Linked DNA regions of Mus musculus: regions 1, 3, 4, 5, 6 and 7 are each linked to region 2. Evidence: chromatin contacts called from public Hi-C, HiCAR-type, HiChIP or PLAC-seq and promoter capture Hi-C data. All regions are on one chromosome and are shown on one strand. The core of a region is the stretch at or near the end of the contact, and the rest is flanking DNA. Distances in the headings are between cores, read along the strand shown.

What was found. Promoter capture Hi-C pulls out the DNA fragments that hold promoters and counts their contacts. Hi-C and Micro-C count contacts between places; a contact is called where the count stands out from the background. HiCAR-type assays count read pairs that join an accessible place to other places. HiChIP or PLAC-seq counts read pairs in DNA pulled down with a chosen protein or histone mark. Capture Hi-C pulls out chosen DNA fragments and counts their contacts.
Region 1: a contact with region 2 is called in a promoter capture Hi-C map of adipose tissue. The contact joins the promoter of BC039771 here to the promoter of Ralgapa2 in region 2. A contact is called at or near these places in 2 of 39 promoter capture datasets (the 3T3-L1 cell line and hippocampal neurons) and 1 of 9 other capture datasets (adipose tissue).
Region 3: a HiCAR-type map of astrocytes shows a contact between it and region 2, with 2.7 times the contacts expected there. The contact joins the promoter of Nkx2-4 here to the promoter of Ralgapa2 in region 2. A contact is called at or near these places in 1 of 39 promoter capture datasets (the 3T3-L1 cell line), 1 of 484 Hi-C or Micro-C datasets (embryonic stem cells) and 1 of 115 datasets of contacts at active chromatin or transcription factors (astrocytes).
Region 4: a HiCAR-type map of astrocytes shows a contact between it and region 2, with 2.6 times the contacts expected there. The contact joins the promoter of Rin2 here to the promoter of Ralgapa2 in region 2. A contact is called at or near these places in 1 of 39 promoter capture datasets (the C10 cell line), 3 of 115 datasets of contacts at active chromatin or transcription factors (astrocytes, large pre-B cells and pancreatic cancer cells) and 1 of 9 other capture datasets (pancreatic islet).
Region 5: a contact with region 2 is called in an H3K27ac HiChIP or PLAC-seq map of bone marrow-derived dendritic cells, with 6 times the contacts expected there. The contact joins the enhancer-like site here to the promoter of Ralgapa2 in region 2. A contact is called at or near these places in 1 of 39 promoter capture datasets (the C10 cell line), 1 of 115 datasets of contacts at active chromatin or transcription factors (bone marrow-derived dendritic cells) and 1 of 9 other capture datasets (liver).
Region 6: a Hi-C map of LSK cells shows a contact between it and region 2, with 2.8 times the contacts expected there. The contact joins the promoter of Nkx2-2os here to the promoter of Ralgapa2 in region 2. A contact is called at or near these places in 12 of 39 promoter capture datasets (the 3T3-L1 cell line, 3T3-L1-derived adipocytes, embryonic stem cells and 5 more), 1 of 15 datasets of contacts at CTCF or cohesin (large pre-B cells), 5 of 484 Hi-C or Micro-C datasets (LSK cells, Th1 cells, embryonic stem cells and 1 more), 6 of 115 datasets of contacts at active chromatin or transcription factors (astrocytes, embryonic forebrain, embryonic limb bud and 3 more) and 3 of 9 other capture datasets (embryonic stem cells, embryonic tail and macrophages).
Region 7: a contact with region 2 is called in a promoter capture Hi-C map of the HPC-7 cell line, with 6 times the contacts expected there. The contact joins the enhancer-like site here to the promoter of Ralgapa2 in region 2. A contact is called at or near these places in 10 of 39 promoter capture datasets (the 3T3-L1 cell line, the HPC-7 cell line, frontonasal cranial neural crest and 6 more), 1 of 15 datasets of contacts at CTCF or cohesin (large pre-B cells), 2 of 484 Hi-C or Micro-C datasets (Th1 cells and rod photoreceptor), 6 of 115 datasets of contacts at active chromatin or transcription factors (the 230-238 cell line, astrocytes, embryonic basal ganglia and 3 more) and 2 of 9 other capture datasets (liver and pancreatic islet).

Annotation. Positions count from the first base shown.
Region 1 is chr2:145,699,641-145,702,540 of GRCm38.p6, forward strand. BC039771 (cDNA sequence BC039771) reads left to right here and starts at 1,555. Exons shown (of 4, transcript NR_033220.1): 1 at 1,555-1,682.
Region 2 is chr2:146,510,096-146,513,277 of GRCm38.p6, forward strand. It overlaps Ralgapa2 (Ral GTPase activating protein, alpha subunit 2 (catalytic)), which reads right to left and starts at 1,909. Exons shown (of 41, transcript NM_001033348.3): 1 at 1,699-1,909. The coding sequence starts at 1,804.
Region 3 is chr2:147,083,890-147,086,994 of GRCm38.p6, forward strand. Nkx2-4 (NK2 homeobox 4) reads right to left here and starts at 1,456. Exons shown (of 2, transcript NM_023504.1): 1 at 1,006-1,456; 2 at 1-600. The coding sequence starts at 1,456. It overlaps Gm34889 (a long non-coding RNA gene), which reads left to right and starts at 1,650. Exons shown (of 4, transcript XR_001783500.2): 1 at 1,650-1,733.
Region 4 is chr2:145,784,641-145,787,494 of GRCm38.p6, forward strand. It overlaps Rin2 (Ras and Rab interactor 2), which reads left to right and starts at 1,476. Exons shown (of 13, transcript NM_028724.4): 1 at 1,476-1,539; 2 at 1,682-1,774.
Region 5 is chr2:145,886,774-145,889,678 of GRCm38.p6, forward strand. Rin2 (Ras and Rab interactor 2) reads left to right here. Exons shown (of 13, transcript NM_028724.4): 13 at 1-843. The region is part of intron 2 of Gm39954 (a long non-coding RNA gene); the gene reads right to left. Among named protein-coding and RNA genes, the nearest start is that of Gm39954, 5.9 kb to the right of the region's middle. Within about 2 kb of position 1,353, at least 190 of the 459 cell types and tissues checked have an H3K27ac peak or open chromatin away from gene starts, as enhancers often do. A contact at or near this core is called in bone marrow-derived dendritic cells and liver, where this site is marked.
Region 6 is chr2:147,182,641-147,185,607 of GRCm38.p6, forward strand. It overlaps Nkx2-2os (NK2 homeobox 2, opposite strand), which reads left to right and starts at 1,443. Exons shown (of 6, transcript NR_030769.3): 1 at 1,443-1,720. Nkx2-2 (NK2 homeobox 2) reads right to left here. Exons shown (of 2, transcript NM_010919.2): 2 at 512-1,917. The coding sequence ends at 1,355.
Region 7 is chr2:145,954,638-145,957,878 of GRCm38.p6, forward strand. All of the region lies in intron 6 of Cfap61 (cilia and flagella associated protein 61), which reads left to right. Among named protein-coding and RNA genes, the nearest start is that of Cfap61, 21 kb to the left of the region's middle. Within about 2 kb of position 1,589, at least 10 of the 459 cell types and tissues checked have an H3K27ac peak or open chromatin away from gene starts, as enhancers often do. A contact at or near this core is called in the HPC-7 cell line and rod photoreceptor, where this site is marked.

The DNA.
Region 1 (2,900 bases), core at 305-2,804, 810 kb before region 2:
TGAGTCTCATCCTGAGGAAGGGGACTCTGGGAGAGATGGAGGGTGCTAGGAACACTTGCCTCTGGAAACTTTGTGATGTTGAGAAAGTCAGCAAAAGAGATAAAATGGAGGATCCTGAAGAAAGCAAAGGGCATCCCAACAGAGGGCAGACGACCCTGAGAGCAGACCCAACTGATAAAGAAATGACACCATTTTAACACTAGAGGGCGTGCTTGAATCAGGAAACCCAGTCAGCCACCCAGGCGCTGCCCTTGCTTGCACCGGATCTAACTAATGGTCAGAAAAGAAATGTGGTGCAAACCCAGGAAGCAGAAGTGTACTAAGCAGAGCTACAGCCTGAAGAAAATAGAGTTTGAAAGTCAAAGCATTTCCCATCATAAATGTTGTTATCATCTCTTAGGTGTAAACACACACACACAATATCAATCTTTCCCCCCCCCCCCCCCAAGGGAGGCTACAGAGAGAACTCTGTGGTTAAATTCTCTTTCAGAGGATCCAGGTTTGATTCCCAGCACCCAGGGAGCAGTTCACAACCATCTGTAATTCCAGTTCCAGGGCGTGTAAGGTCCTCCCCAAGTGTCCAACATGCAAGTGCTGCACAGACATACATGCAGGCAAAACACTCAGACACATAAAATGGTGATGATAATAATGGACTTAGAAAGGAAAAATGAGAGTGGATTTATAGTCCTCTTGTATGTGGGACTTTGCAGTTGTTGTTAACCTTGGGCTGTGGGGCCGAGAGTAGTTTTCCAATAGAGTTGAACAGCAGCCACCATCCAGCCTAGGTGTTCTCCTGGCCACTGGCCCATCAAGATGAAAAGTCTTAGCTATTGCCCCTCAAGCCTATGGGGCTTTGTGTCTACTTGTACCTGCTAGGATGGAAGAGGAATTTTGCCACATTTCTTCTGAGGATAAATTGAAAAGGAAAAGATCCAGTGATGTCCCTTCTGCTTCCTGGTTCATTCTTCTTACATCTGTGAGCTGCATCCTCTAAGCAGTTAGGTTGTTCCGAGGCCACCATGCTATGAGGAAGCCAACCTTAGCCAGAGAGGCCGATGACAAAGTCCGAGCTACATGGAGAAGCGACCTACTGCTTGCCAGCTGCCAGGCCATGCCTCCTCTCACCCCCCAACCCCACATTCTAACTCCAGCTACCATCTGGCCATGGCCTCATCCGACACTCTCAGCCAGAACTGCTCTGCTAAATTCTTCTGGAATTCCAGACCCTGAGAAACCATGGCAATAAGGAAATGAGTATTGTTTTAAGCCACCGAGTCTTGTGGTCTTATTACACAACAATGGATAATTAGGATGAATAAATCCTTAAGGAATAAAAACGAGTTCCAGAGAAAAACAGCAGCTTTACTTAACAACCTTTTATGTTCGTTTTTTGTTTTGGACAGTTCTCGAAGAAGCTGACAGTACAGAACATGTCGATTTTGGAGAAGAATTATGTCCTTCTTTGACTTGGCTTATAAACTAACCTTTCCCCTGAAGAAGAATTGAGATATTTTTAAATGACTTCCTTTTCCTTTTGTCTTTCTGTTTTGTAGCTGGGAAGGTTTAACTCTCCATGGCTTTTGGCAAAAGATGTGGGACAGATTGTTAGAACCATTCACTACGTCCATGCCTGAGACAAAGGTGAAAGGATGCAGGAATCTGTAGTACATTGCACAGAGGTATGACTGATTGGTTTCTTCCAGACTGGATGTGAGATTTACTACTGAACAAAATTCGGTAGGGTATAGGTGAGCATAGTAGAAGCCCTTGGTTATGCAGGGCCCACCACTTCTCCAAGAGGCTGCAGTTGAGGACATCTTTGACTCCATAGCTTGCTGGAACAAACCACTTCTCAGCCGCCTCGTCTTCAAATTCATCTACATTAAACTTAGTGAAGCCCCGCCTCTTTGAGATGTAGATCTTCCAGCAGCTAGGGAAATGGAACTTGGTTCTAGGCGGGTCCTTAATCGTATGTTCTTTAGAATGTGGCTTGGTGCAGATGGATATGATGACCCAGCAGATGTGAACCCTGGCCACTGTGCCTTGGGGCTTCTCAGAGGCATGCACACCTGTCTGGAGCCTAGAGTCGGGACAGCGTTGAGATTAGAGACAAGAATAACTGCCAGGAAATTGTCTCAAAGGTCCCTTAGGAAAGCAGACTGTGTAACTACCCATGTGGGCAGTGCTGGCAAGTTTTGCTGCCAACTTTAGATGCAACCAGCGTGCTAATCCCAAGGAAACACTTCCCTGAGCAAGTTGCCTCTGAGGCCCAGGGAACCCCTTCAAGTTAGGCATCCTCACAGGATGGAGCCTCCGATGGGTAGAGCTTTGCCCTCCGGACTCCTTTTGCCTTGTCTCAGGACAGTGCAGGGGGTTCTGTGGCATTAATTGCTTTAATAATCTCACTTGCTCTCTCAGCGCCGTCTGAATGCCCTCTTGGCTTCAACTTACTTCTGCTAAATAAGTTAGTGTGTAACTTTTACATTCCATTTCACTCTTGTTCTAAGGACGCAGGCATAATTAAGGCAGCTTCTTGATCGAAATATTATGTAAATGACCCCTATTCCCGGTCCTGGTGGGATCCCTGCTTGCCACTCAACGTTGGTTTTACCTTACCAGTGATTAACACCTGCTATAAAGCTAGATAATTACAACTAGCTGATTTCCTCATACCAACACCTGTACCTTCAGACATCTTCCCTGGGGTTTCAGTGGCCTGCTCTCTGAAAATGTCTTTGTCACCTTTTGTCTATTGCTCCAATCTGTTTTCTCCTGCGGGGTCACCAGAGTGACAGGGACATTTGACCTAAGTCGTCATGTCCTTCTCATTCACTTCATTCTGCCTGTAGCATCCTCTGGTGCTGAGGTCCAGTCTCCACTTTTATCTTTGATGAGAA
Region 2 (3,182 bases), core at 659-3,158:
AATGTAGCCAACTTAATCTTGGCCTTCTTGGTCAGAACAAAGGTTTAAATTCTTCAGCACAGAAAAAGTTCCAAAGTATCAAATGCCTTAAAATACTGTTCAGTTCTCCTTTATCAAGAATGCCCCTGCAGCAGGAACTAATCAGATACTAAGGACCCAACACAAAGCACTTGTGTGCCTAGACATTTCACTACAGGAAGGAGAAAGTTCAACTTACCAAGAACATCACATTTTGCTTTCAGAAGTCCAGAAACTAATCCTTCTAACAGTAACTGATTTACATTCATTATAAACTGAACACATTAAGTGTAATATCTGGGGATCTGAGATAGTAACTTCAGTTGTCAAAATCTGGTGGGTTTTGAGGGGGAAGGGAGTAGGTTTTGAGGCAACAGTCATGGTTTTGAGTTTTGCATTTGGTTGGTTCATTGGTTGGCTGATTGGCTGGCCAATCCCCCACTCAGAAATAGTTTACACAATATAAATAGAAATAATTAGCAACTCTTAATCTCATTAACAAGAATGCTTAAAATTCTCACCTATAAAATGAATTCTTTTGTGCCCTATTTTCTCAAGTGGCAGATGGTCTAAAATTTTAAAAACACTGGGTTTTTAATTTTTTATTATTGTTTCAACAGTATACATATGTAGAAGAAACCTGTCTTTTCCTTGGCCCCCAAATACAGATAAGTCTGTCCAGACAGACAGAAGATAGAACTAATGCATAGCCTAGCCAAGCTACACATCACCAGCATCAGATAACCTGTGGACACTTCACACCCACAGGGGAGAGCTTTCAAGCCATCACAAGTCAATTCCAGGCCCACTTGGGCTCTGCAGAACCTCCACCCTGCAGGCCATGAATAGGGAAGGCAAAAGGGAGTAATGGTTGTCACTCTGATGATAAGGGAGAAGCTGCCTCCCTGGACCCAAAGAAAGCCTAGCTTCCTCTGATCAGAGCCCCCTTCACACCAAAGACCCAAGGAAACAGCTATCAGCCGGACCCTTCCATCCTCCCTCCCCCAACCCCCAAAAAATGTAAATTTAAAAGAGAGAAGGGCAGGAGAGAAGAAATGACATCTAATCTGTCCTGGGGTCAGCTGAAATCAATCCTACCTAAAGTCTTACACTCAAACATAGTAACATTTTAAAAGGAGAGTGAGTGAGAGATGGTAGTTCAACGAAGTCTGTGATGGGACCACATGAGCTATTGGTCTAACCCAAGTTGTCAAGAATTTAAATTTTTAGAATGGGAGAGGGAGAGGGAGGTGGCAGAGAGGAGGTGGCAGAGAGGTAGGGCTGCGTGTGCGTGTGTGTGTGTGTGTGTGTGTGTGTGTGTGTGTGTGTGTGTGTGTGTTCAAGCCCGCCCCACTTGTGCTTGGTTTATTTCCTGGAGAGGACAGCTTATAGTCACCTCTGTGCCTGCTCTCAGGCACAGAGGTTACCCGAGGCTAGGCACCCAAAAGAGAATCCTGGCTAAGTTTACACTTGGGACGACAGAGCAGCGCCCAGGGCCAACGTACAGCCTTCAGGAACAATGCCTCAAGGGTCCCGATCTAGGCTAGCAAAGGTCGGCTGCGCACCATTCCCAGCTCTCTACATCACTCGGACCTGAGACCCCATCAGGCCCACGCCGCGGGTGGGACCCGGCCCTCCCGGCAGGTGGCTCTGACCCACAGCCCACGCCCCACGCCTCACCCAGCAGCGCCCGCAGGTGCTTCAGGCGGGTCAGCACGTCCTTCTTGGGGTCCAGCACCTTCTGCGTGGACTTTTTCACATCTCCGTGGCTCCTTCGGGAGAACATCCCGCCGCGGTAAGCCTGGGCCCCGCCGGCGGGGCAGGAGGCGCCTGCGCCGCACGAGTCACTGCATAGGGTCGCGACGGGCGCGTGTCGCTCCGGCCACAAGCCGCCCCCCTCCCGGCCGCCTCGCCGCCTCAGCCTCAGCGGAGGCTCCAGGAAGGAGGGGCGGGCCGAACGGTCAGGGGCGGGGCAGGAAGGCGGTGTCGATGCGAAACCCTCGGCCCCGCCCCACGGGTGCCTCTGGTCCGCCCTCCGGCGCGACGCACGCGCACATCCCGGACTGTTCACGCACTAGGAGCCTGAGGCTAGGAACCTCGCGGGGACGCGCGCCCAGCTTCGAGTCTGCGCAGTGACCTCCAATCAGATTGCGGTGTTTTCCATATGACCAGGACCGCGAGCTCCCGCCCCTATATGGGCCGCAAGTGCTCCCGGGAACTGTAGTCCCCACAAGACGAAGCGCAGCGACCTGCTTTCCAGAGTGCTAGATGCCACCCTTGAAACTCACACTCCCTCCCCTCTACTGCCTGGCCTGCGTACCTACCCCTCCCAACCCCCCACTCTCTCACAGACACACACAAAGTAAGAAAAGCTGTAGGACTTTTAAATTTTGAAAACTATTTCTAGATTTTTTTTTTTTTTTTTTACTTCTGGATTCACACTAAGGAGCAAGACAAAGCACGTGTGGCCATGTCAAAATCTGATCTCTAATTTCACACTAAAGTAAATAAATGGCTTTGGTAGCAGAGAAGAGTGGGCCTGTTGTCCAGTGAGGTCCACTCAGTCCCCAAGGCATCTGGAACCCAATCTCAAGTGCAGAGGTCAGTCTTGCCTCTTGCTTTGCGGATAGAGCTCCTGGGTTATGCAAGGCCTCATAGCAATCCAATAACAGAACCAGAAATAGAACCTGAAGGACCTGACTCTCGGGCCAACATGCTTTTTAAGGCCAGATGCCTATTCACTGAAGCAAGACTTTAAGACAGAAGATGCTCAAATGATTTCTTACCAGAAAACTGACTATATAATTGTTTATTATCATCTGGATCCCCAAGGTTTGATATTTTGGCTTTATTAGCAAGTACCTAAAGAGGCACCTTAGAATCACATGTTTTTCATCCAAATAGGCATAATCCAAGAGTCTTTTTCTCTAGTGGAGGAAAGTGCTAGAAATGTACACACCCTTGTATTAAGCTTGGTATTTGATCTCTACAGGCACTCAATAAACTCATTAAGTTAAAAAAAAAAAAAGATGATAAAGCAGCCCTACACATTTCAACTCAGCATGCAAAAACTTCTCCGTTCTGGTAAATTCTATTTTTAGAGTTATCAAAATAGCATGGCTACGACTAAGATATACCCAAAGGAACAGTATTTAGCCAAAAAA
Region 3 (3,105 bases), core at 206-2,705, 570 kb after region 2:
CATAGAGCAGGTTGGCGCCGAGCACGCCTCCGCCGTAGTCCCCGGTGGCCGCGTCCAGGGCCGCTAAGCCGCCCCCGGGACCATGCAGAGCGGGCGGGCTGGGCGACAGCTCCTCGAGCTCTGGCGCGGGCGTCGGGGCTTGCGGCTGCTGGCCTCCCTGGCCAGGCGTCGGGGTGCCCGCGCCGTTCTGGCACGGCTTGCCGTCCTTCACCAGCACCGGTACCGCCACGCGGCGCGGCGACGGCGGCGGCGGAGGCGGCGGGGGGCCCAGGCCGCCCTCCTGTTGCAGCTGCTGCGCCGCCTTGTCCTTGGCCTGCCTCTTCATCTTGTAGCGATGGTTCTGGAACCAGATCTTGACCTGCGTGGGCGTCAGGTGGATCATGCTGGCCAGGTGCTCGCGCTCGGGCGCCGACAGGTACTTCTGCTGCTTGAAGCGCCGCTCCAGCTCGTAGACCTGCGCTTGCGAGAAGAGCACTCGGCGCTTCCTTCGCGGCGCGGCCGCGTGCAGCGGTGCCAGCGACTTGGCGGCGTCCGCGATGCCGGTCAGCGAACCCATGCCGGCCACGTTCACGCCCGCCGACGGCCCCATGAACCTGGAGACTGGGGAGGGGGCCCAAGAAGGACGGCCGGTGAGCCCCGGGCCTGCGAGAACCGTTCCCGCCGACGCCCCGCTCGTTTTAAGTGACGGCACGGGGCCCCCGACTGGGTCGCGGCGTCCCACGAGCGCCGCGGCCCGAGCCCCACTCCCTCCGCGCACCCGGGGGCCCGGTGACCCCCGTGCGCCCCAGGAGGTTCCCGAGAAACCCCGCGAGTCCCGGGCCGCCCCGCGCGTCCCCAGCCTGGCCCCAGAACCCCTCGCGAGCCCGAGGCCGCGTGCCAGGACCCCCCGCGCGTCGACCCTCGGGCGCCGCTGACCAGGACGCCAGCACCCTCGCGCCCCGGCTGTGGCGGGAAAAGCCCGCGCCGCCAGCCCGCCCTCAGTCCCGCGCGTCTGGCCCCGCTCACTTGACGAGTAGCGCGGGTCCGTGTTGGCGCCGTACCAGCCGGTGGCCGCGGCCGCCGCGCCGCCCCGCATGCCGTCCGTGTAGGCGGGCAGCTCACCCATGTTGCCCAGGCCGCCGTTGCAGTAGCTGCCCATGGCGCTGTGCGGGAACTGCGAGACGCCGGGAGGCATGTGGTAGGTGGCGGCCGCCGCGGCCGCCGCCGCTGCCGCCGCTGCTGCCGCCGCCGCGTTGTGTCCGGCCATGGCGTGGGGCGGCTGCATGCCCGCCGCCACGGCCGCCGCCTGCGAGGAGGGGCCGCTCGGTGGCGCGCGGTAGGCAGCGGCCCCCAGGGGCGCCCCCAGGCCGGGCGGCGCACCGTCCATGACGCCGCCGAACTTCTTGTAGGTCTCCTCGATGGGGCTCAGGATGTCGGAAACGGAGAAGGGCGTCGTGTGCTTGGGGCTCAACGACATGGCTCGGCGGACGGCCAGGTAGGGGGGCCCGGGGCGGGCGCGGGCGGGACGCGGCGGCCGCTCGTCGCCGCCGCCGCCACTTCGGCCCGGCGGCAGCGCCAGTGGAGAGCTGTCCGCGGCGCGGCGAGCCCCCGAGCTGCGGGATCTCGGGTTTATTTTAGTCCAGTGCCAGGTTTACGACAGACTCGGGGGGCGGAGCAACATCCCCAACGAGCAAACAATGGTCATTGACATCTTTTTCTCTCACCCCCCTTCCAGATAACGGAGGCAAAAAAAGGTAAAGGGCCAGTTGGGTGTTTCTGGAAAAGATTGCCCCCCTTTCTAGCTCCATCCTTCGCGCTTCTATCCGGGTTACCTTTAGCCCTAGAGAAATAAAAACTCAGAGGCCACTGAAAGAGCCACGCTTGTTTCATGCAGACTGTGAGTTTTCCTAAAGTGACTTTGTGGCAAAGTTCAGTAGAACGTCGAGGGGTGGGTGTGTGTGTGGGGGGGGGAGGACAAACAGCTGTTAAGTTTGGGAGGGGGATGCTTTTCAGGGCTCTCTTCCTTTCTAGCTATCAGCCCCTCACTGGCTCCATCATCTAAAGTGTTAAAAATAAAGGGGGCTCTTGGGTCCCACCATAAGAGCACATAAAGAGGAGAGGTACAATGACCGTCCTCTGCCATTGTAGGGCTCTCTAATTTATGCATCGTTAGATCCTTTAAAGCGTCATTTTGTAGGCAACCTAACGGACACTTCCAAATTAGCTCAAAGTATACAAATCCAAAGAAGAGGTACAGCACGCAGAGAGAGAGATGCTGACTTGTAAGTATGGTGCTCCTACTCTCAGGGTAGAAACTGAACAAGATGAAGTGTATTTGCTAAAAAAGTTTCATATTTAATTTGCACCTTCATTACCGCTATATTTTCTTTGTCCTCATCCCCAGAATCTGACTTAGGGTTTATTCTTCTGTCACTATCCTGATATGAGAGAATGAGGGAAAGAGAAAAAGAGGGAAGGGAGGGGGAGGGAGGGAAAGATGGAGGGAGGGAGGGAGAGAGAGAGAGAGAGAGAAAGAGAGAGAGAGAGAATTCAAGTATGTCTACTTGTTTGTAATGGATCTTTTTGGTGGTGTTGGGAAAATAACCTGTTTAAAAAGTATCAACGTTGATGTGGATGCAGAAAGCAGGTTAAAACGACAGCTCTCTTGAAAAAATTCAAACCCATAAGCTGATTTTTTAAAAAAAAAAATTCGTTTCTTGGTATACAAATGTTCCTGCATAACAAAGAACTTATACTTTATGAACTTACAGTAAGTGCAAGACAAAAGACAAAGAAGTGTGCAGGTACCAGTAAAATTGGAAAACATGGGGATGAGCAGGGAAACAAAGACACATTTTAAAAGTTTTCCTCAAAACTGGAGTAGAAGAAAGAAAAGTGTTTCTTATGCAAGATTTTATTGTATCTAAAAACAAAGGCGTGACCACCAAAGTTTAACCTGGACTCACATGCCGTGGAGATCTGAACTGCTCCACATTCTCTTTTTCTTGGTTTCAGCCCTGTGGTGTGAATGCCCTTGATGGTTTTGTCTTATTATTTTAGTCAACATCTGTGTTCATTTCAGTGTCCTTTTGCAAAGAATCTGCCTGTTGTAGGGAGAAAAAAAGA
Region 4 (2,854 bases), core at 226-2,725, 730 kb before region 2:
CTCCAGTTCTGAACACAGCGCTGTGTTTTCCCTCTGGAGTGGTGCCAGTCTATGGACGTTGCTAATAAGGATGGGCTTCAAAGGCCCTGGAGCTGGACTTCCACTCCGATGCTGAGCCGGGAGCGTGAACCTCTGGAGTCAGCAGGATTGCCGTGAAGCTTGCCATCTCTCCAGGAGGGTTTTGGATCACTGTCCTTCATCCCAGCAGGATCACAAATGGAACAGGATGCCAGAGAGAAAGTGACCAAGACATGGAGCAACAAGTCAACTAGAGGAGGTTTTGAAAGGAAGGCTAGGTGCGTGAGATGCTGTTTTGCCTAGATGAGATTCCACACCTGAGTCCAACCTAACAGCTCACTGTGGGTGTGGGTTGAGAGACAGTTTGGGGGGCATCAAAGGAATCTCTACAAAGTCTCTTGCTTTTACACTTGTGCATTGCTCACTGGTAGACTTTGCCTTTCCCCTTGTTAGACTGTCACTAGCGCTGACCTCAGCATCCAAGTGTCTGATGCTGGCTCTGTCATCCAGGCTTTGGTACCTCACCACTTCATGCCTGCAGCCCAACCACTTTTAATATTCCTTAGTGATTCAAGTGATGTTTGCACTTCCTACTTTCTGTGTTGCTTGTGTCTGCAATATGCCCTGGCTTGTACATGTTATAGCAAGTGGGTTGAAAGGCATGTTTGTGTGTGTGTATGTGTGTGTGTGTGTGTGTGTGAGAGAGAGAGAGAGAGAGAGAGAGAGAGAGAGAGAGAGCCAGCCCTTTGTGAGATTTCTGTTTAAACCTGTACAGTTTCACTGGCTGTACAGTTTCACTGGGTAAGTAAGGCTTTGGGGACTTCCCTTGCCACCCCAAGACACACCTGTCTCAGCCAGGTCTCTTGCACCAGGTGTGTGTACCCAGCTAAGACTGAAATGAAGATGGAAGTCTTTGCAGGGTGTGTGCAGATATTACTGGTTTCTGTCCTAGGAAGGGAAATTCCAAGCATGATAGTCTCGGCGATGATTCAGGACCATGTTGTTATCCTGCCTTTAAATTTTTCCTCTGTGTTCCAAAGTGAGCCCAAGCCCTTGGATGATCCTGGAGCTGTTTACATGCGTCCCCTTACACAAATGAGCTCTGTAAACACTGACTCTCTGGGCTGCATCCCAGTCCCACTGGCTTCTAAGGGGGGAAAAAACAGAGGGATTTCTCCCTAGTGCCCTTCTGCTGACCTTGCCTGCCCGGGAGGAGAGCTAACTGAGGGAATGCTGACCTCACTCCCTAACAGCAGGATTTCCTGGGACATAGAGGGATCCATTCTTCTGCGATCTGCCATATGAAATCTATAAGCTTTCACAGCAGATTATGGGGACAACTAATATTGGTTCCTTTTGGACTTCAGCTTGGGGTCAAGCAAACACACAAAGCCATCTTTATGCTCCCTGAAGTCCTGAAGACCTTCTACGTCAGCTGCTGGCAGAGGGGGTGGGGCAGCGAGGTGGGGCACAGTCTAGGAAGAGTGCTGGCCGCGGCAGGAAACCGGGCTGAAAGGAGATGTAAGGGCTTTGGTGGGAAATAAATGGCACAATGTTGTTGACGGAAAAAGATCTTGGCAGGACTGTTGTTGTGAGTGCTCTGTGGCTTAGAAAGGAATTTCCTACAGGCTCCACTAACCATTGAAAATGTCTCTACCTTCAGGAGTCCCCGGCATGTTGTAGAGCCTCGCTGGGGGAAATGTCAGCGTGGACCATGGGCGCCCAAGGTCTGGACAAGCGAGGAAGTTTCTTTAAGGTAAAAGGAAACTAACTGGATTTGGGATCTCAGCTCTGCTCCCTCTGCGCGGCAGCCTGAGGAGCTGCAGGCACCCGAAGCTGCAGGCTGGAGCTTAAAAGCCTGCTGGCTAGACCAGCTGGGGCCAGGGGAGCTTGCCTGTGAGCACGGTGGTGCTCAGCGGGCTGGGGCTTTTGTGGTTTAATAGTTCCTCACTGGCTGGGGTCTGGGTCAGAGATGCCACACGGTGAGACCCTAGAGGGGCTCTGAAGTGGTGTGCTGTTCAGGCTTTTTAAGCTAGGGAATTTCAGGATGAAAGCTGGACTTTGATTTCCAAAAAATTAATGGTGTGAGACCAGTGTATTCGTCTGACTGAATCATTAAAGAGCAGAAGAAAAAGCAAAGCAAAGCAAAACAATGATTCCAGGACCTCACTTTAGGCTGATCAAATGTTAGTTTCTCAAACACTCAAAGGTTTCTTATGGTGGGGCAAGGGGAAGACAAGATTAAAGTCATACAGCTTGTCTGTTTCACGTGGGCATTGCTGGGGCTAAAGTAACTTTCTGGTTTAATGAGAGATTTTTTTTTAAGGTTATTTTATATGGAGTGCGTATGTTTAAGATTTGATGGCCATTTCTAATGTGAACTTGCAAATTAGTTTTCCTTTTGTGGCTTTTTGACCTGTTTATTCATATCCTCAAATAAATGCAAATTTATTTTGGAAAATCCTGACTCACACCTCACCCCCTGCCCTGGGGATTGGGGGGGGGGGGAATAGACTAAAGGAAGTTAAATGTGCACATGAAGTGTATTGCAGTCAGGTGTCCCAAACAATGGTCCTTGTCCCCAGAGGAGGCGCACCAAGGAAACCTTATTGCTTTATTACTGAGAAGGGGGGTGGGGGGAGTGCTTGTGGTTAGTAAATCCAAAGCCCTTAAGTGTTCATAAGTATGTATGTGTATCTGTGTATGTATGTGTATCTGTGTTTTCTATTTCCAAAGAGATTGAGACTGATCATATGTCAGAGGTTGACCCTAGAAAATCCATCAGAAACCTTGTTGATAGAGCAAGCTTTATTGAGCTTATTGCTGAAACGAGGGC
Region 5 (2,905 bases), core at 103-2,602, 620 kb before region 2:
CACTTTTAGTGCTGGTGTCTGTTTATGTTTTTAAGCAATCGAGGCTGAGAATTAGAAGAGAAATGAATGTAGAGAGAGGTAGAGAGAGAAACACAGACTCTAAGGGGGGGACTGAGGAATGTAGTCTGCAGGTTCAGGCTCTTCGCAAGACGTTGGAAAAGGAGTCAGTACTGTAAAATATGTGCTGCGGTGAGCTTTGACAAAGATCTGTTCCATATGCTATCTGCTTTGGGGAAAAGTAAATCAAGGATAACGATCCCTCTGACCCATTTTGTAAGCCGACACTAAGGACATCCATTTATTTGGAGGCAGAAACCAAGTCATGTATAATACGAGTTTAGTTGAGTTCAATGAGATGTTGATGGGGAGAGAATGCACTAAAACCAAAACCAAACCAAAAACAAAACAAAACAAAAAACAAACCTTCTGTATTTGGTTGGGGCATGGTAGAGCTAACATTCACACACTAGCATGCTGGGTTCCATCCTCAGTGTGACAAATAATGAGCAAAACAAGCAGAAAACATGGATGTATGGTGAAGTTAGACTTATGTTGTATAAGATGAGTTTATGGACACACGTATTCCAGAAGGGTCATACATCAGTGTAATACAGATCATTGCAAAACAAAAGCAGAAAGCCATGTTACTATCCTGTGTAAGGATGTTCAGGCATCTGATCTGGAGGACCTCGTACCCTGTACAAGGCTTTTGTTGTCCCAGAACCCTCCCTTGGCACATGCTGGGTTGTGCTTCCTTTTGTAAATGATTTTCAATGGAATTTTGCACATAATACATTGTAATACTGTACAATAATCCTATGTAAAATAATTTTTGCAATATTCTTCAGTTGTCTTTTTTGTTGTTGGTGGTGGTGGTGGCAGCTATTTGTTTGAGTCAGAATATAATCATGTACCCAAAGATGCTGTGCAAGTGTACATGACAGTGGCTGGGGCTTGGTGGCCTCTGCCTTTTACCATAGCACCCAGGAGGCAGAGGCACATGGATCTCTGTGAGTTGCAGGCAAGCTGTGCTACATAGTGAGACCCTGTTTCAAACATCCAGGGGCGCAAACACACATGTGTACGCATGCACACAGTACACAACCATGAACTCCACGTTGATCTGGTAGTTTTGAAGAGCAAATAGGACACTGCTCCAAAGCTTATGGACCAATGGAACAGAAATCAAAAAGCGAAGAGAACAGTTGGTCCATGGCCCACAAGTATTTGCACGATTATCCAGCCCAGTACTTGGCTTAGATGGCTCCAGAGCAAATCACAACTGATCTGAACTCAGAGCCAGGCAGGGTCCTGCAGACAACTCCTCCCTGTCCTTAGGCAACCTCTGCTGTATCCTGGCTGAGAGTTAGGATTGCAAAATCTGCTAGCATCGCAGGCCTGATCCTCTGCTGGGTGTTCTGGGGATTGCAGCCATGCGACTGCTAAGTGCCCATTGCATCCCTGTGGATAGGGAGAAGGGAAGTTCAGAGGGTTTCTGGGATATCCATAAGATAGCTACTTCAGAGACCAGAAGGAAGGCTGACTGAGCTTGCTTTCAATGTTTGGAGCGAAGAGACACTGCTCGCGACATCTGTCCAGTTGCCCTCCCAACTCTGCAAATTTAGACGATGAGGCTGTCCTTAGGCTGAGGTACTCCTCTTAGATTAAAAGCGGGTCACGACATCCAAATTAGGCAGTTCGAGCAGGCCCCGTGAGAGCAGAGTCAGAAAAGCTAGAATGAGCAGAAGAAAACATCACAAGACTTGCCCTGGTTTGTCATTGGGCAATGCTTCCCTGGCAGAGTTTCAACACATGTGTCTTCAGTTTTCCCCCCACGCAGGCATTTCTCACTTCTCAGTTTGTCAGGAAACAGGCCCTGGTGGAGTTTGGATAGGGTAAGAGCAGAGTAAAAATATACATGCTGGACGGAGGGAGAGGAGGGTGCACTTCCAGACCTAAAAATATCTTGAATGGCAGCCAGAGGAAGGAATTTTGTTTTTGATGTTGGACAGACTGCCAACTATGACCCCCTTAGGGACACAGAAAAAAAAGAAAGAAATGGAAATTGTTAAGGTTGTTTGTATCATGTGGAAGTTACTTTAAATCTACAAGCAAATGCAAACTAAAGGAAGGAAGCTGGGCCTGACTGCTTCCATTCACAAAGGCAGCCTCACTGCCCTAGCAGCTCTGACCTTCCTCTTCTGGAAGAAACATGAAATAAAAGGGGCCTGTGGTGTTTAGGAGCCTGGCTCTACCCTCAGGTGTCTGGGAAGACTCACACAGGTGGGGATCTGTCTATGTGGGACACGTGGTGTAATTGCCCAGAAGTGTCTGAGAACAAAATGGCGACTCTCTGTTTTCAGACCATTCGAGTATGGGTAAATTTGAGACCCAAATGTTGTTTGCCATTTGGTGATCCTTAGTCGTGTGGGGAAGATGACCTTCTCCACAAGTCACATTACAGTGCCGAATCACAAGCAGATGGCGGGAAAGGAGAGGGAGGGAAGAACTGGCATTTGTTTCAGGAAACATGTTCCATACTGAAAAGGGTCTGTGTTTTAGCATCAATGAGTGGGTAGCAGCTGGCCCAGACTTCCACATGAATATTGACTCTGTTGGGGAAGGAACCATAGGGAGTTTAAAAGAACAAAACAAAACAAAACAAAAAGAGGGAAGCATATTTGGAGTTAGGAGTGTAGCTTGATAATACAGGGCTTGTGTAACATACTCTTGGTCCTGTGTTCGATACCCAGCATGCACTGCACACGCACGGCTACCCACCACTCCTCACTCCCACCTGTACCCCCCACACACACACACACCCACCAGGAACTCACTCAGAGATCCGAAGGGTATCAGTACTCTTCATTTTACATTTTGTTGATGTCATTTGATGTTTAAGACA
Region 6 (2,967 bases), core at 193-2,692, 670 kb after region 2:
AACTTAACAAAGTGATAGCCATCAAGTGTAGTGGTTTCAACAGCTTTTCAGGCTGAAGGAGCCACTCAGAGATTTGGGCGAGTGAGGGGGGCTTGCTTTCCTTGTTTGGCGCTACCCAAAGTCACTTTCCCTCCCCCTGTTGGGGATTCAGAGAGTGCACAGAAGCCGGAGAGCGCCAGGCCAACAAGGACTTTGGACCACTGGCTAGCAGGCTGAAGGCCAAGCTGCTCTGGTCCTGCGCGGAATCGTTTGGGTCAGCCCGCCTGAGGCCTATCCCGTGCACTCCTCCACTGTCTGGATAACCCCGCGGCCACTGCGCTGCGAGAGGAAACGCCAGAACTAGCCCAGAATACAGCCCTAGGCTCCAGATTTGAGGTTGACGCCCCTTCCAACTCGGCCCGGGAGGGAAAGTAACAAACTCAAGAACTGGGCTTGGTTTTGTGTTTGTTTGTTTTTTTAAACACAGGATTTTTATTAAAATTCTTATTTAAAAAAATCGAAAGCTTTCAGCGCCCGGCGCTCTTGGGGAAACCACGTGAAACTGCTGAGTTCCAAGCTCCGATGCTCAGGAGACGAAAAAGGGGGCCCGGGGGTGAGTTCCCTACACATATTTTCCTTTTTCATAGTTGAAAAATGTTTGCACTGAACAAATTAAAAATAAAAATAAAAATAAAAATAAAAACCCGCTGCAACTCAAACATAACCCACCGAAAACAAACGACAAAGAGAGGCAGGCCCGGTGGGGATACAGGCCCATCCAGAACGTCATTTGGCAACGATCACTAGCGATATTTACAACGAAGAGCGAAATTTGCCACCAGTTGTCAGAACGTGTACATGGCCATAAATATTTAGCATTTTCTTATAAAAAAAGAAATCCTCTATATTTTAAAGTGTTCTCCACTTGCTTTTAGAAGGCTGACAATATCGCTACTCACACAAACATAGTTTACAAAATTCACGAAAGCAGTGCGGGGGTGGGGTGGGGTGGGGGCCGGTTGGTCCTTTCTCTTTTCAAGTGACAACGTTAACGTTGGGATGGTTTGGTCCCCTCAGGGAGAGAGAGGCAAAGAAGCAAAGCTGCACAAACATTCTGTAAACACGGCTTAGAGTTCTATCCTCTCCAAAAGTTCAAAGGGGAGAGCGATGGGGCAGAGTCAATGGAATCTGCCACTCGGGGAGGCACAGGCAACCTCCCTGTGCCTCCTCAACTGAGTCGAAAGTCAGACTCGACTCTATAATAATAATTATAATAATAATAATAACAACCGTGGTAAGGATCGAGTCCTCCTCGCCACCGGCGCCGCTGGGGTGGGGCCAGGGCCTAAGGCCTCCAGTCTTGGAGGGGCGGCGCTCACCAAGTCCACTGCTGGGCCTGGACCAGGGGGTGTGCTGTCGGGTACTGGGGGGTGCTGGCCGAGCTGTACTGGGCGTTGTACTGCATGTGCTGCAGCGACTGCGCGCTGTAGGCGGAAAAGGGGATGCCTGCCTGGAAGGTGGCGGCTGCCAGGTCCTGGGCTTTGAGCGCGTGGCACGGTTTGCCGTCCCTGACCAAGACCGGCACTGCCACACGGCGCGGCGAGGGCAGAGGCGTCACCTCCATACCTTTCTCCGCCCGGGCACGTTTCATCTTGTAGCGATGGTTCTGGAACCAGATCTTGACCTGTGTCGGCGTGAGACGGATGAGGCTGGCCAGGTGCTCGCGCTCGGGCGCCGACAGGTACCGCTGCTGCCGGAAGCGCCGCTCCAGCTCGTAGGTCTGCGCTTTGGAGAAGAGCACTCGGCGCTTCCGCTTCTTGCCTGCGTCCCCCCCGCCGCCCTGGGTCTCCTTGTCATTGTCCGGTGACTCGTCAGCCGAGGGCTCTGGGGATTTGGAGCTCGAGTCTTGGGGGGGAGCGCTGGCCGCCAGCCCGTGCACTGGGTGGGGGGGGGGGGGGGAAGAGAAGCGCATCAGGCGGCTGGAGGCCAAGTGCCACCTGGGTCACCCGGAGTCCCAGGGCTCTTCCGTGGGCCCTTGGCCCACTGGACCAGCCCAGACCCGCTGCCTTTGCAGCAATCCCCGCCCGAGTAAGCCGTCGGGGTCTGCTAGGGTTCAGAGGAGAGTCTGCGCAGCGGGGGCTCTGAGGCATAAGTTTCTAGGGGTTCCCACTATTCAGGAGAATTTAGTGCGAAGCGCAGAGTGTGGACGGTCATTGAGGGTTAAGGGCTCTGGACCCCTTAAACAGTTTCCTCTTTGGAGAGACGTGGGCAGATTTTTAAAAGGAAAACCTCACAATCCCAGCATTGATGGGCTTGGCGGGGTAAACCAGGTTTGGGGGGCTTTCGCTTTTGCTTTCGGACTTTCTGGATGGACACCCACACCCGCCGCTGCACGCACCACATAGTTTTTCTCTTTCTTTCTTTCTTTCTTTCTTTCTTTCTTTCTTTCTTTCTTTCTTTCTTTCTTTCTTTCTTTCTTTCTTTCTTTCTTTCTTCCTTCCTTCCTTCCTTTCTTTCTTCCTTCCTTTCTTTCTTTCTTTCTTTCTTTCTTTCCTTCTTTCTTTCTTTCTTTCTTTCTTTCTTTCTTTCTTTCTTTCTTTCTTTCTTTCTTCTTTCTTTCTTTCTTTCTTTCTTTTTTCTTTCTCTCTCTCTCTCTCTCTCTCTCTCTCTCTCTCTCTCTCTCTCTCTCTCTCTCTCTTTCTTTCTTTTTTTTTTACAATCATGCAGGGGCAGGGATGAGCTATTATACCCCAAGCCTCCTCCACCCTCTACTGCTAGCCGGACCCTGACCAGGGATCCCTGCTCCAGAGAGCAAAGCCAAGTCCTCTGGGCCATCTGAGTCCAGGGTACTCCGGCCAGAGCCATAAGTCCGGTTGACATCTCTAGCCAGCTTTTAGAAAGCGTCTCTCTTGTCTTTTGCTTTAATTTCTCCCGTAGAAAATATATGGCATCAGAGACTGGGAAGGGATGTCTACCGAGGAGGGAAAA
Region 7 (3,241 bases), core at 339-2,838, 560 kb before region 2:
TTTGGATATTATGAATTATCATTTTCCAGAGGAATAGTAAGACTTACTCATGTTCTCCAAGACATTTTTTTTTCCATTAGAAAAGTTGTTTATAAATACAGTGCTCAAAGTGCCATGCACACGAGCAGCCTATCAAAATGATCCATTTTTTATTCCTTTTAGTAAGGTAATTTCTTTGTGGACATACTCCCTGGTACCCTCCCTCCTGTTGAGGATATAGGTAAACAGGAGAAAAGACAAAAGCTGTCCTCAGTCTAGCACCTGGCTCCTAGGCAGCTGTGATAAAATACCCTGACAAAGCAAATTAAGGGGAAAAGATCCTTCTAGTTCACAGTTGAAGACTACAGCCAGGCGTGGCAAAGTAAGGCAGCAGGGGCTTGAAGCAGTGGTTACACTGTAACAGAAGACAGCAGGAACTCCTGTTACTGCCTGGCTCTCTTTCTAGGTTTATACAATCCAGGATCCCAGTTAGGGAATGGTGCCACCCACTGTGGGCAGGGCTTCCTACCTCCATAAATATAATCAAGATAACCTTCTCCAGCTGTGTCCAGAGACTAACCTAACCTGGATAGTCTCTCACAGCTGTGACCAGAGAGTTACCTTTCAATGATGCTAGAGATATTGTCAAGTTGATAGTACTAACCCTCAATTACAGCAATCGATAGTTCCTATCCCATCTCAATTTCTCCCTTGGCTTCTCATCCTCTCCTTTTCTTTCTTTCTTTTTTCCCATTTTCCTCTCTTAAGACTTTGTAGCATGGGCTATGGCCTTCCAGTGGGGGCCCACAAAGCTAGAAATAAACCTTTAGATAACTTGTCGTGATCATCAGCCTTTGATGGCTTAACTGTTCTGTTTGCTCACACCACAGAAAATCCGAAGGACCAAATCCCAAGGGGGATGTTGTCCCAGTGTAAAGAGACGAGGAGGGGGCATATGCAATAAGAGGAGGGCACAGTAGTGAGTTCAGGTGGAGACAGTGACACAGACAATGCTTTTGCCTGAAGAAGGTATAGAAATGTAGGGCTGGAGAGATGGCTCGGCGGTTAAGAGCACTGACTGCTCTTCCAAAGGTCCTGAGTTCAAATCCCAGCAGCCACATGGTGGCTCACAACCATCTGTAATGAGATCTGACTCCCTCTTCTGGAGTGTCTGAAGACAGCTACAGTGTACTCACATGTATTAAATAAATAAATTAAAGAAAAAAAAAAAGAAATGTAACGTTTTTAAAACCCCCTATCCAAAATGAACAGATTGGAGTTTTAGAACTTGTGGGTCTAAAATCTTGAAACTTTGTGTGGACCCTACCCCCTTAAGAGCACTAGAAACACAAAGGCATTATTGCACAGCGTGGTGGAGTAGGCGTGGCCGCACGCCTCTTAAGCCACCACATTACTCTTATTTTCTCCACATTTGACATCTGTTTCATCAGTAGCCACTTGCACTGATAATTAATGGTGATGAACACAGTTCTTAAGACAGTAAACCAGGGAAGGGTTTGGGGATGTAATTAGCCCTCCGCTATTTAACTAGCAACATATTCAGAACCAAATGAATGAACACCGTAATCCCTTCTCCTGTCTCTTTGATTTAGCCGCGTGGAAAACGATGCTGTAATCTGCCCTTCTACTCAGACACTAATTAAGGAAGTTACTCTTCCCTGTCTTTCATTATGTTGGAAACAAAGCAAAGCTGCTACTGGACACACCTTTAAAAACTACAGTGTGCTCAATTAATCTTCGGTGGTGGACGTGAGATGTTCCCGGCTTAGAAAGACTGGCTTGGCCTTGGAGCGGTGGTGGTAGAGGGGTTTCTTTTCCGGGTCCTTGTGGGTTTAAGGAAGACTAAGTCAAGAGAAGGGTTATATGCTGTCTGGTAGTGTTGTGAAGTAGCTTGAGGTTTCCTGCCTGGCATCCTGCCTATTTAAAGATGACTACAGTTAATCATGTGGACTCAAATAGATGAAAATTTTCTTTATCAGGAGAGAGGAAATCAGGAGCTCTGTAAATGTTTTAGGAGATAAAGATGTGTTCAGATTTGATTGTTACAGTTGCACACTTGTACCAAAATCATCACACACATCTCACAAGTGTGTATCATTTGTATTAATACAAATTTAAGACTTTAACCTTTAAAAGGCAAAAAGAAAACATTTAAAACAAGCTTTTTTGTTTTGTTTTGTTTTTAAAAACGACCTTTCTCAAGGCCAGCTTGGCCCACAAATTAAGTTCCATGAAAGCCAGGGTTGTTACACAAACCCAACCAAACGAAACCAAACCAAAAAACCCAAACAACAACAAAGACCTACCTTTCATTTCCTGAGGCAGTTACTTTTTAATAGACAAAGTTCTGAATGTATGTCCCTGCACCATGTGCATACCTGGTACCAGAAGAAGGCATTGGGTCCACTGGAGCTGGAGTTCCAGATGGTGGTGAGCAATGGTGTAGTTGCTGGGAATTGAACCCGGGTCCTCTGGGAGAGCAGCCAGCACTCCTAACCACTGAGCCACCCCTCCAGCCCCAGAAGTTAGTTTTACGAGACATTTGATGGTCTCACGCTTTTTTCCAGTTTGACTTCTAAGCAGCTCCTGGGGATTTGATGTTTTGACCTCTAAGTTAAGAGGATCCAGGCCCATTTTAAAAGGAAATGTAGAACAATTACAGCATTTAGCCGGGGCTTTTCTTGTGCCCCGGGAAATTTGTCACCAGTCCCCCTGCCAGACATGGTTTGGTGGACAGTCCTCCAGGAGCTGTAGATTGCCTTTGTCAAGATTGGCACATGGACCCCAGCGGTCTGGATGATGGGAACTTACATGGCCTGCTGCATGCTTTGAAGCCCTTCTAATCACTCAGAACGTCTGGAATTTTAAAATCCACCTCACTTAAAAAGATCACATTTTCCAATGATCCGAAGTTAACTGACTCTAAACACCAGTTTTAAAGTTCTAGAAAGGACCATGTAAAGGATGGAAGTTAATTTCCATAAGAAGACCACTAGAGGGCACAAGAGATCTTGGAAAGGAAAGGGTACTTCTCCCGCCTCCGCTGCAAGAGGATGAAAAAGAAACATATAGTTGGCAACAACTTTTATGTTGCCCTGTCCTATGTTGAGACACTGTTCTTGATGAAAGCATGATGTGACAAAGCAAGCTGTATTCTTTAGAACTAAATTGGATTCTTCCTTTTTTTTTTCAAATACACTACAGTAAAATGTATTTGTGACATTTAAAGTAGCAACTTCTT